2 separate regions of the Mus musculus genome follow, and region 1 is linked to region 2. Evidence: chromatin contacts called from public promoter capture Hi-C data. All regions are on one chromosome and are shown on one strand. The core of a region is the stretch at or near the end of the contact, and the rest is flanking DNA. Distances in the headings are between cores, read along the strand shown.

The links. Promoter capture Hi-C pulls out the DNA fragments that hold promoters and counts their contacts.
Region 1: a contact with region 2 is called in a promoter capture Hi-C map of liver, with 2.4 times the contacts expected there. The contact joins the enhancer-like site here to the promoter of Ttc22 in region 2. A contact is called at or near these places in 14 of 39 promoter capture datasets (the 3T3-L1 cell line, the C10 cell line, the HPC-7 cell line and 8 more), 3 of 15 datasets of contacts at CTCF or cohesin (the NIH/3T3 cell line, large pre-B cells and pro-B cells), 21 of 484 Hi-C or Micro-C datasets (B cells, CD4 T cells, the G1E-ER4 cell line and 13 more), 3 of 115 datasets of contacts at active chromatin or transcription factors (embryonic basal ganglia, embryonic stem cells and pancreatic cancer cells) and 1 of 9 other capture datasets (embryonic stem cells).

What each region holds. Positions count from the first base shown.
Region 1 is chr4:106,984,915-106,990,944 of GRCm38.p6, reverse strand. The region is part of intron 4 of Ssbp3 (single-stranded DNA binding protein 3); the gene reads right to left. Among named protein-coding and RNA genes, the nearest start is that of Gm12786, 39 kb to the left of the region's middle. Within about 2 kb of position 1,859, at least 120 of the 459 cell types and tissues checked have an H3K27ac peak or open chromatin away from gene starts, as enhancers often do. A contact at or near this core is called in the HPC-7 cell line, the N1E-115 cell line, the NIH/3T3 cell line and 6 more, where this site is marked.
Region 2 is chr4:106,619,917-106,625,518 of GRCm38.p6, reverse strand. Ttc22 (tetratricopeptide repeat domain 22) reads right to left here and starts at 3,070. Exons shown (of 7, transcript NM_177667.5): 1 at 2,402-3,070. The coding sequence starts at 2,968.

The sequences.
Region 1 (6,030 bases), core at 610-3,109, 370 kb before region 2:
GGCTCCAAAAAGCAAAGATCAAACAGCATTCCTGCCGCTCCCCAGCTGACACCTAGGCCTACTGACTGTCATCAGATCATACTGCGTACAGGCTTGCACACATGTGTGGTGTGGTGTGTGTGGTGTGTGTGTGTATGTCTGTCTGTCTGTCTCATTCTTCCTGTATTTGTAAAAATACATTAGATGACATTTTCAAGCTCAACTCAATCCAAAAAAAAAGTCAAAAGTCTCACCAGAGACATTCATCAATAATTAAAATAAAAAGAAGAGTAGAAGGGGTTTTGATTTCTAGTAAGTCAGAGATTTGTTTAAGTTGCAGTTTTGTTTTGTTGTGTGTTTTGCAGACAGGGTCTTACTATGTGGCCCTAGAGAGCTGGACTGAGAGATACCCATTTAAGACTACTCTTTGGGGCTAGAGAGATGGCTGTGTGGTTAAGAACATTGGCTGTTCTTCCAGAGAACCCAAGTTCAAATCCCAGCATCCACATGGCAGCTCACAGTGGTCTGTAACTCTGGCTCCTGAGGCTCTGTGCCCTCGAAGCCATTGAGGAAGAGAACACCAATGCTCATAAAAATAATAAACCTTTAAAAAAGAAAAAAAACCCTAGTCTTTAAAAAACGTGTAATAAAAGACAATTTCTGTCTGGAGGTTCATGCAAGACAAATATCACTAGCTTGGGATAATTAGAGAGAGAGAGAGAGAGAGAGAGAGAGAGAGATGAAATGCTGGACTGAGCCATCACCACAACTAAATTATACTGCTCTTCTGACAAGCCCTAAGGGGCACACACAGAACAAGCTCCTGTGACTCAACTGAGGACACCTCAGAGGTGCCAGCACAGGTACACAATCGAGCGCTCTGGCTGGGGCATTTAAGATGATCAAGCTGATTCTGTAATCTTATTAACACCACTCCTCTACTAAGCTGCCCTGAGTCTTAGCCTGAAGGAGTCAGGCCTGAGTCCTGCCCTGGGGGAAGTAACATCCAATTTTGCCTCTCAGCACCCCCCAATATCACTGGTCACAGTGCCCACACTGGATGGAGCCAGGTCCAGATAACCTTGGCCAGCACAGACCTATTTGGCAGTGGAGGAGGCTAACACGGTAACCAAGCAATACCAGTTCCTCCTGAGCACAGCTAGAGGGCAGAGTGCTGGCTGAAACAGCTAGCCTTGCCTTCTGAGGATATTTGGGCAAATGCCCCTATGGACTGAAGGCCATGAGAAATTTTTTGTCCTTACGCACATATACAATGAGCTGAGAGATCTCCAGGCGGTCAGAAAGTTGGCTTCTCTGCCACTCGCTGTTGCTGACACCACTCAGTAACTCAAAGACACTGGAGTGGTCTTGAATCCCCAACTCCCCAATTGTCCTGTACTCAGAAATAACCAAAAGCTTTAGCTGCTGCCAAAAAAGAAAACAGAAAGAAAAACCGCAGGAACACACCAAATCCATGTCCAGCTCCTTTGCCCCTTGGAACAAAACCCATTGGAGACACACACAAAGAAGGGAGGCAAGACAAAGGAAAGGCCAGGTCACACTTGACAAGGAGCTTTCTTGTCGTTTCCAAAACAGAACTGTCCTCCATTAAAGCGCTCTTGTTGCTCGGATGTTGGTGCGGGAAAGGAGGGGCTCACAACTCTCAAACAAAAGCAGGGCCTGGCGGGTGGGGAGGCCTGGGCAGGCTCTGTCTCCCTGCACCTTGTATGCCTTTGAATGCCCGCAGATCTAGGTCCAGGGCTGGCAGCTGTCTGTTATTATCTCAGCAACTCCAAGGGCCCCGGACCAGGGAGTGTGTCCCGAGCAGGTGAACACCATCTGCCTGGCTCTGGTGAGATGTTCCTCTTCGTGCCTGCTGCTGCCCGCCAGCTGTATGGCCCAGAGGAGTCACAGGGAGTCTACGCACCCTCCCAGGACAGTACTTTAACCCTAGTCAAAGGTCCCTCTCCCTTGGTCATCACCTGGCATTTAAAAACACTGGTCACCTCTGAAAGAAAAATTTTAAGGTTTTCTGTCAGGGAGGATGTGCAGAGTGTGGGACATAAGAAAACAAGAGCCCACTGACACACCTTCCCAGAGGCTAATTTTAAGAAGGGTTTTTAATTGATCTATAAAGAAAAAATTCTACCTGCCTTTTAAAAAGCACTCCCTGCATTAGCTAAAACATTCCCAACACACCCTAGCCCATTTCCTCCCTCCCTGGCCCTCCCAGTTTTAATGGGGGTAAGTGGCTCCCTGATGCAATCTACAAGGCCGGGTGGATCCAGACCACAGGGAGGGAAGAAGCCGGGTGGGAAGCAGGTCTGCTGGGTCGGGTTCACAAGGGGTGACTCTGAAGGTCTGCAGTTCTGGCTCTGCCTTTTCACTCCCCTTCCCTCTCCTCCTTCCCTCCACTATTTTATAGGTTCCTGCATTTTTGCTGCTGGGCTACTAAACAACTGTAGGTGGTATCCTACACCACATGACAAGCCAGTGACCCACCCTGCTCTAAGAGGCCGACTTATGGGTCTCACCAAGGAGAAAGGTTTTGGTGGATAGGTAGGATAAGCCTGCCTGCCTGCCCTTGGGTCTGGATTTGAGGATGGGGGTGATGGCACCTACAGGAAGCATCATGTGTCCTCATTCTTGGAAGGAGTATGCAGAAGGGATACACCCCTAGTGCCATTTCTCTGGGGCTCTCAAGCAATAAGAATTCTGCAGCTGGACATACTGCTTCCTGGGGTGAGGAAGGTCAGGCAAAGGCGGTCCCTGAGTAGAGAGCTGGTTGTCCCAGAAGGGGGCAGCAAAGTGAAGGTCTGATCATGGGCAGCCACCAAGCTCCAGAGTCTGAGATAGGACCAGGCTACATGCGACACACGGCAGCTCAAATGCCCACGGAAAGGGCTCTCTTTTCCTGAACAAAAGCCAGAAAGGATGAGCCCAAAATGCCAGAGGCAGCTCCTGAAGAACCCTGGGTGCTGGTGTGCTCTTGGGACTCCCTAACTCGCAGGACCTGTTGTGGAGCTTAGCTTGTAAAGACAGAGGAGCTTGCAAAGAGCTTGTGGAAACAATGGCAGGAAGCCGCTGGCCACACAGGTCCCTAATCAGAAGTGAGTCAGCCAGCCACAGGGCTGAGCCATCCTGGCTTCTATCCTCCATCACCATTGGGAAGAGAGGCAAAGAGAGGCCACTCACTGCACTGAAGGAACAGGCCTTCTGCACCCGGAGCCCACATTGTAGTCAAGTTCTAAGGTCTTCAAGTGGAGGACAAGCTAAATTCCTGTCAGCACACAAGCCGTACCAGTAAGGCAACTTGGTGGGTAAGAACACGTGCTGTGTAAGCATGAAGACACACACAAAAAGCTGGGCATGGCCACCTGTGCCCTACTATAGCACTGGAGAGTACAGACAGGTAGATCCTGAGAGCTTTGTATCTTACCAGCCCAACCAACAACCAACCAACCAACCATACACACAACCAACCAACAACCCAACCATACAAACAAACAAAAACTGTGACAAGAAGGGACAAATTTGCTGGGTGTGGTGGCGCATGCTTTTAATCCCAGCATTCGAGAGGCAGAGGCAGGTGGATTTCTGAGTTCGAGGCCAGCCTGGTCTACAAAGTGAGTTCCAGGACAGCCAGGGCTATACAGAGAAATGAGAAACCCTGTCTCGAAAACCAAAAAAAAAAAAAAAAAAGGAAGGGACAAACTTAAGGTCATGAAATCCCCCAGCCCAGAGCAGGGGCTAAAGGGGCTAACATGGAGCATGTGTCCAGTCCCCCTAGACCCCTGCATAGTGACACATCTCAGTGAGTCCCTCTGTGTGCAAGGAAGCCCCACTGACAACTGATCCTCACAGTGCTAGAAACTTTCGCCAATAAGCTGCTGCCGCCTTTGACTTAGTTCAAACCTCCTAGCCCATGCCAGGGGCTGCTTGTAGCTCCCACCTTGTTGTGGGAGACACAGAGCCTTATAACACTACACCCTGTGGGAGCTATTAGACTGTGAGTCTCCCCTCTGGTGCCAGGTGATGGATCCAACTTCCTGAAAATATGCATCCTCCTTGAATCTACTTCAGAAAGGCAGGCCTAGGTGGGAGGCTAGGGAGGGGCTGGGATGGGAAGGAACATCCTGTCTGCATCAGAGCAGGGAGGTGGCTCTGGAGCCACTCATGTGCACTTCAGCCTTTCCCCCCTCCTCAAGCAGGAAGTGTTCACTGGACGAACAAACATGCATCTGGGGTCACACTAGGGTTAGGGCAGTGGAGCCAACTCTGATTTGTGGAAATGAGCCATCCAAGACAATGGGTCTACAAGCCACAGAAATCAGCTCCAGATGCAGGCCAGAGACAGCGGCCTAGGGACCTGCAGGGTAATCAATCCTGCTGATGGTTTATTCTCCAGAGGAAGATCTGGGGGAGGGGGCTGTACCGCGTGGCTCCAGCACAATGGGAGGCAGCTGGGAGCACAGCCCCAGGACGCTCCTCTAAAGCCTGAGAATCCGGTCGGCTGTTCTGCCTCTGGCCTTCCTATCTTCAGCTAGAACCCGGGAGGGAGCAAGGGACACACCGCACTCAACCGTATGCCTGTGCCCTGGAGTCAATGTCCAAGGCCTCACATGGAAAGTGTAAAGTGTGAGGTCTTAGGCAGCCCTCCCTCTGCAAACATCACCTCTGCCCTGTGTCTGGAGTGGATGCTGCTTAGGTTCAGAGAGCTGGGCTTTCCGAAACTCCAGAGCAGGGAGTGGGAGGGCCTTTACTTTTAGACCTAGGAGGCAACCAAGTGGCTGAGATGGGAGACAGAGGGAACCAAGGCAGACAGGCAACAAGGAACTGAGCTGGAGCCAGTAGCCAGGTCTCCCTGATGAACCCGAGGCTCCTCCTTGCCAGCTCCCAACCTGGACTTAGTCTCCAGGCAGAGAATTACTTGGCAGGGCTGGGAGGGAGGGAGAGTGAAATGAAGTTCTGAGGATCTACTATGGAGCACAAGCATCACGGACAATCAGAAAGGAGGGCGGCGCCCCATTTCACTGAGCTCTCAGGTCCACAAGAAGGCTCTTCTACATCACACACTGTGACGTGCAGAGACATGGCTGTCACCCTGGGCCCTCACCTGACACATGGTTAAGTGCACAGGTACAGGAGTTAACTAGATGAGAAGTTACAGTTGCCAAGACAAGAATACTGAACTTAAATTCCTTTAGGTTCTGCTTTAAAATTACTTTGTCAAAGGGTGTTTCTGAAGTCTGTAGAGCTGGGTCTCACACCAGTATAGAGGAAGCTGCCCCGTCTGGCGTGTAAAGCCCATGCAGTCAAAAGCTACCTATGTACTGGCCAAGAAGGGAATAGGAGCCTAACCTCCCTTAATCAGCAGGAATGGGGGAAGGGAGTTTAAAATCTCAAGAACAAAAGAAAGGCAGAGCTTGTCACTCTGGCCCTGATCATCCATGGCACCCTATCCAACCATCTGTCACGTCATATAGAAATTCCCTGTGTGTGATTCTGTCTGCCTGGAGTGACTGCTGGCTCTTCTCCATCTCCCAGTCCCACTGAGCTTGGTGCCCAAGAGGCCCCACAAATACTCTTGAATAAAATGATGCATCAGGGTTTATACTAGAGCCTTCGGTGCACAAAGCCAGCCCTGGGGTACTCATTTCTTGATAGTCAGGCTCTCTAGGCCACAGCTTACTTCCTTTTGCCATCTCTGAGAGAAAGCGTAGGCAGCCATCTTGATCCAGCACAATGGATCAAGGTCACGTGTGGTCCACCTGGGACTCCCTTCTTACTTCTTGGAATATGGGATAACGGAGAGCTTACTGCACTTCACCTATACCAAGTGCTGTGCAAGCAGGCTAGTGTGTAAGGTAGGTAGTTAGAGCTACAACAGTATCTATGAAGAGCTAAACCACAGTAAAAGTACAGTTAGGGCAAGTCTTTCTGTACTGCCTGTGTCTGTGTAACAAATAAGTCAAGGGCCTTGAAATGAGCCCATCCTTCCTCATCCAGTCACTTCTGGGGATTTACCCCAAGGAAGCCATGGAGAATGAA
Region 2 (5,602 bases), core at 1,821-4,320:
TCTGTGTAAAAAGTGTGTTCTTCTGTATACCGCAGAACATCCCAGGCAGAGGTCCAGAGCTCAGCACTGGCACCTGTGAAGTCTTCATGGCAGCCAGAGACAAGCAGCTTGTTAAAGCCACACGGCAAAAACAGCAACAGCTGAGTTCTCACGGCCAAGTTCCTGCCTGACTCCGATTGCGGAAATCATCACGGTTGCCATGTTTATTGAGCACCTATGTAGTACCAGGTACTTCATGAGTGTGGGCTCACTACTCTTTGGCGGATGGGGCAGGGGGCAAACCCTACCTCTCTCCTGGCCACAACTGCTCCCAAGCAACAGCCTCTTAGCGTTCCATCCTCTGGCTGATCACCGGCTGGGCAGTATCCACCGTGGCTTGTGGTGACTATACAGAGAAGAGCTGGTCTCTGTTTGCCTGCCACTCCCAAACCTTTGCCTCCCTTTGCCTCCCTGACCACCTCTAATAGGAAGCCTTCCGTCCCCCCAGACACCTCCTGAAAAAGACCTTGGTGGTTATAAATCTCCCTTCCTGTGTTATTCCACGGATGAGAAACAGCACCATGGAGAGAGAGCTTCCCCATGGGTGGCCCTGACACTGAGTCTCTGAGCCTCAAGCTTCCTACCCAGGGCCTTTTAAGCACCACACCGTTGCTGCGACCTGTGACCACAGCCGCACTCAACACACACACAACGCTGGCTGTTCTACCCATGCCCTGGCATTTGACTTCATGTTCAGGCTGGAGGTCCCAGCTCCCAGCCACACTCCCAGCTACACCTAGCTTGTGGTAAGAGGAGGAGGCTTCGTAGGTGAGAAAATAGATGTTCACCTATGGCTGCCTCTGTGCAGGCCCTTTCTAGGAACTTTACAAACATTAGCCCTAAATTATGTCATCAACCAAATGGTACCACCATTATACTAATGGGAAAACCCATGACACACATCACGTCATTATCTCACCTCACTGAGAGGGAAAGGGTACGCGGAGAGCCCGGAATCGGTTGAGTGGAGCTGGAGAGCTCAGAGAGCCTTGAACCTGCACTCCCAGGCTAAGTGCCCTCTTGACTTGTACCCTGCACTGTTGTCCGGAGGTCAAGTCCATGCCCTCCAACGGGGCCTCGCTAAAGTCACCACTCCAACACTTCTCTTTAAGAACTTGCATCTTTTGGTGGAAAAGACGCTCAAGATGTGTGCAGAGGCTTTGGAATGGTGTTGTGCCAGGGCATAGCGCTCAAGAGAATAACATTCCCACATCACTCTTCCATCAGTGACATGCAGCCCCCAGTGAGCCTACCTGACGGTATTTCTGACCTGTATAACCCTTTCCCCTGCAGTGTAGGCCAGACCCAGTGACATGTTTCTGAGAATGAGAAAACAGCCGAAGTATCAAGAGCCAGCTAGGAACCATACCCTGTCGATTATGAACTGGTGTGGCTGTAGATGGCCCCCAGTCAGGCAAACCTTGGGAGGACAGCATAGCCACACCTAGATCCCAGGGCTGCTCAGTCGTAAATGCTTATTGTATAGGCTGCTGCACATAGGACTCTTGTACTGCAGGATAAACGACAAGTATGCTAGGATCTATTTAGTGCCAGGACTTTTGAGAATCACTGTGATCCAGTGACACTCAGACGACCATTGTGCCCCCTCTCCAAACTGTTGAGACAGAGCTGGAGGGACAGGCTTGAGGGACAATTGGAACAGGGCTGAGGAAGCTGTGAGGGTGCTGTGACCAGCCTGGAACCATGGAGGCATCCCTCAAAGGGAAATTTCAAAGCAAATCTGAGAGCTACTGGGGGCTATGCAGGCCACAGGACCAGGAGGTACCCCGGGTAAGACACAGGAAGGAAGAGAGCTATGTGGAGCCCACCCACTGTAAACGGAGTGGATGTGGGGTGTAGTGAAAGCCTGGATAGAGGACGGAGGGCCTTGGATGTCACTCAAGCCTAAGTCATTCTGCCAGCAGGAGGAGGGGAGGCTGAGTTGAGGATGTAGCCAGTGAGATGCAGCAACTGTATATCTGCTGAGTGAAACGCTGGCACAGGAGAGCAGAGCTGGAGAGTGACCACAAAGCCAGGCAGGACACTTCAGAGGCTGGGCTGCCAGAGAAAGCTCGTATAAGCTGAGGCAGTGGCAAAATTGGGGTTTAGAAGGATAGGTGGATGAGGGGAGAAAGGAGGAAGAACAATCTGTCAAGTTTTGGTGTCTGATTGTACCTCTTACTTGTTGGCAGAGGAGGGAGAAGGGATGTGTTAGCCTGATTGGAGGATTTGTCTTGGTGCTGAAACAGAAAGCTAGGTGGGCAGCACCCAGGAACGCAAAGCTACCGGGTGACCTGGGGCGGGAATGGTGGCGGGCACCCCAGCAAAGGAAATGAATGACCACAGTCCTTCCAGCACCCACCTGCTGACCATAGCCCAGCGCTTTGTCGTAGAGGGCGATGCCCGCCTCCAGCACCTGCGCGCGCTCCTCTGGACTGGCACAGCCCACGTCGAAGCCATGCGCATATCCCTGCTCCGCCAGGCAGCGGGCAGCGCGGAGCCTGGGGTCTCCAGCATCCTCGGGGTCCCCTTCCAGGCCCATGAGGCTGGCCAGTCGCCCGGCGGACGCCTCCTCCTCTTCTTCCTGGCCCAGCTGCCCGTAGACGTGTGCCAGATTGGCCCAGGCGTTGAGGTTGCCAGGGTCTTTGCGGGCCACTTCCAGGAAATGCTCGCGGGCATCACCCAGCTCCTCCAGGTAGAAGGAAAAGGTTCCCAAGAGGTGACGCACGGCAGGCAGCTGCGGGGTGGCCACCAGCTCCAGCTCCTGCCGCAGACCCTCTCGCTGGAGCTTCAGGTCCCGGGCGCGCAGCTGAGCGGGTGAGCGCGGCTCGAAGTTGAGCTGCATCTCCAGGTGGAAGTGGCCGGGCAGATAGTCCAGTTCATCGAGAAGGGTGTCCAGGTCCTCGGCTCCGACCTCGGCCTCCGTCATGGCTGCCCCTGACTGCCCTGGCCTCCCCTAGCTCCCAAGGACAGTGGATGGGGCGGCCCCGGAGGGAGCCCCGCACGGCGGTCCGGGGCACCTCTTGCAAGTGGGTGGTACCCAGAGCCGGCCAAGGGCTCGCCCTGTAGGTGTTTCCGCTTTCGCTGCTAGACAGCAGCATTGCACAAGCAGGTGTGCCTGAAAAACAGGTGTGGTGCTTTGCCAAACGGGAGGCTCACAAACCCAGTAAGTGGCAAGGGCAGATTTCGACTACTCAGCAGATGAAGAGAGAGGTTCAGAAGAGAAAGGTGCCAAGGTCACAGAACCAGGTCAAGCTCAAGGAGACCTGGAGCCTCGGGTTGCCCAGGCCGGCCAAGTCCTTCCTCCATTGGCAATGCTCCACCCTCCACACAGAGCTGTCAGGACAGGCCCTTCCAGCTGAGCAAGCCTTGCCCACTCCAGAGCTGTGTGTGTATTCTAGAGCGCTTCCGCTGAACACAGCAGGCCACCGCCCCTCCAGTCTGTGCATCTGGCCTCTCAACTGAATATCTTGGCTCTCCTCTGCTCAGCAGGGGCCCAAACAGCAAAAACTAAGGTGCCTAGGTGCTAGGTTCTACTTCTGTTTCTCCATCCCTAATAAAAAGCACTACCCCTTATACTTCCGCTTTCCTCCTCTGTGACAGGACGCAGTTCCCTGTGAGGGACCAGGAGATACCTAGGTAAAACCAATGAATGCCTGCCCTGGGTATGCCTGGGCTTCACTCATCTGGATCAGTGTCCAGCCGGTCCTGCTCCCTGCTCTGAGACTGCTGTCTTCTTGCTCTATGCTGTCTCCCTCAGGGGCCCACCTGGCTTCTAGTGTGCAGGTTGAACTGGGGTGCCCTGTGTGATAAAGCAGAGTCCCCTGTAGACTAGGCTTTCCGGAATGTCTGGACCTTGGACTCTTCCTCACTTATCCTGAGGCTGGGCTCTTGCCTCCCTTGCCTCAACCTCGTTGGAAGGAGGCCAGCATTTTCACTAGAGAAAATAGAGCTGGTTAGTGAATTTGAAGAAACTATGACTTTAGCAACTTTTTATTAAAAAAAAAAGATTTATTTATTTTATGTATATGATTACACTGTAGCTGTTCAGGTGATTGTGAGCCTTCATGTGGTTGTTGGGAATTGAATTTAGGACCTCTGCTTGCTCCAGTCAATCCCACTCGCTCTGGCTCGCTCTGGTCGGCTCCACTAGCTCAGGCCCAAAGATTTATTTACTATTATACATAAGTACACCATAGCTGTCTTCAGACACACCAGAAGAGAGCATCAGATCTCATTATGGGTGGTTGTGAGCCACCATGTGGTTGCTGGGATTTGAACTCAGGACTTATGGAAGAGCAGTCGGTGCTCTTACCCGCTGAGCCATCTCACCAGCCCTTTAGCAATATTTTCAAGTCAAAACATTTGGATGCTATTTGTACTGGTTTTAGACTTTAATGTAATACATTTAATAATGTTTTAGCCTTTTAGAATTTGCTTTGATGGTTCCTTTTTATTTTTCATTTGCATTGGTGTTTTGCCTGCATACAGGCTGATGTGCGGGTATGTCAGATTCCCTGGAACTGGAATTACAGACAATTGTAAGCTGACATGTGGGTGCTGGGAATTGAACCAAAGTCCCCCGGAGCATCCAGTGCTCTTAACCTCTGAGCCATCTCCAGCCCCCATTTAATATATATATATATATATATATATATATATATATATATATATATATTTTTTTTTTTTTTTTTGGTTTTTTTGAGACAGGGTTTCTCTGTGTAGTCCTGGCTGCCCTGGAACTCACTTTGTAGACCAGGCTGGCCTTGAATTCAGAAATCTGCCTGCCTCTGCCTCTGCCTCCCAAGTGCTGGGATTAAAGGCGTGCGCCACCACGCCCGGCTCCATTTAATGTAGCTCTGAGATGGAAATAGAGAAGGTCCCATCCCAGTCCCCACTCTTTCCTCCAAAAAGGTCCTCAAGTGCCCAGTAACTGCCACTCCACTTTCTCTTTCCACATTTGAATACGGTAACACTTCAAGTAAGTGAAATAATATTTGGGTTTTTTTATGCCTGCCTTATCATTTAGCATAATGACTTCAAACTTTATCCATGATGTGGTGTAAGAGCTTCCCTTATTAATTTTGTACCTCTTTTTTTTTTTTTTCAGACAGGGTCTCTATGTAGTCCAGCTGGTGTCATGGTTACTAGGTAGCCCTGGTTGGTCTAGAACTCTCCTAACTGCCTCAGGCACCCAAGTGTTAGGATTACAATGCACACAATCATTGTTGGACAGCATTTCCTCCCTTTTTAAGGGTGAGCACTATTTCACGGTCTATATTGTCTGTATCTATCAGCCCTTGTTTATCCATCATTTACCACGGTAAATATGGGTCGTGATTATTGTGAATGAAGTTGCTACAAGCAGGGCTGTATTATACAGATATGTGTTTGGGTTCGCTGCCTTTACTCCTACAGCACATACTAAATGGGATTGCTGGGGCGTGTTGTAAGTCTATGTTTACTTCTTTGAGGAACCACTGTGCTATCCCATAGCAGCAGAATCATTATATTTGCCCATCACCAAAGCTCAAAGTTTCCAATTCCTCTACATCCTTGCCAA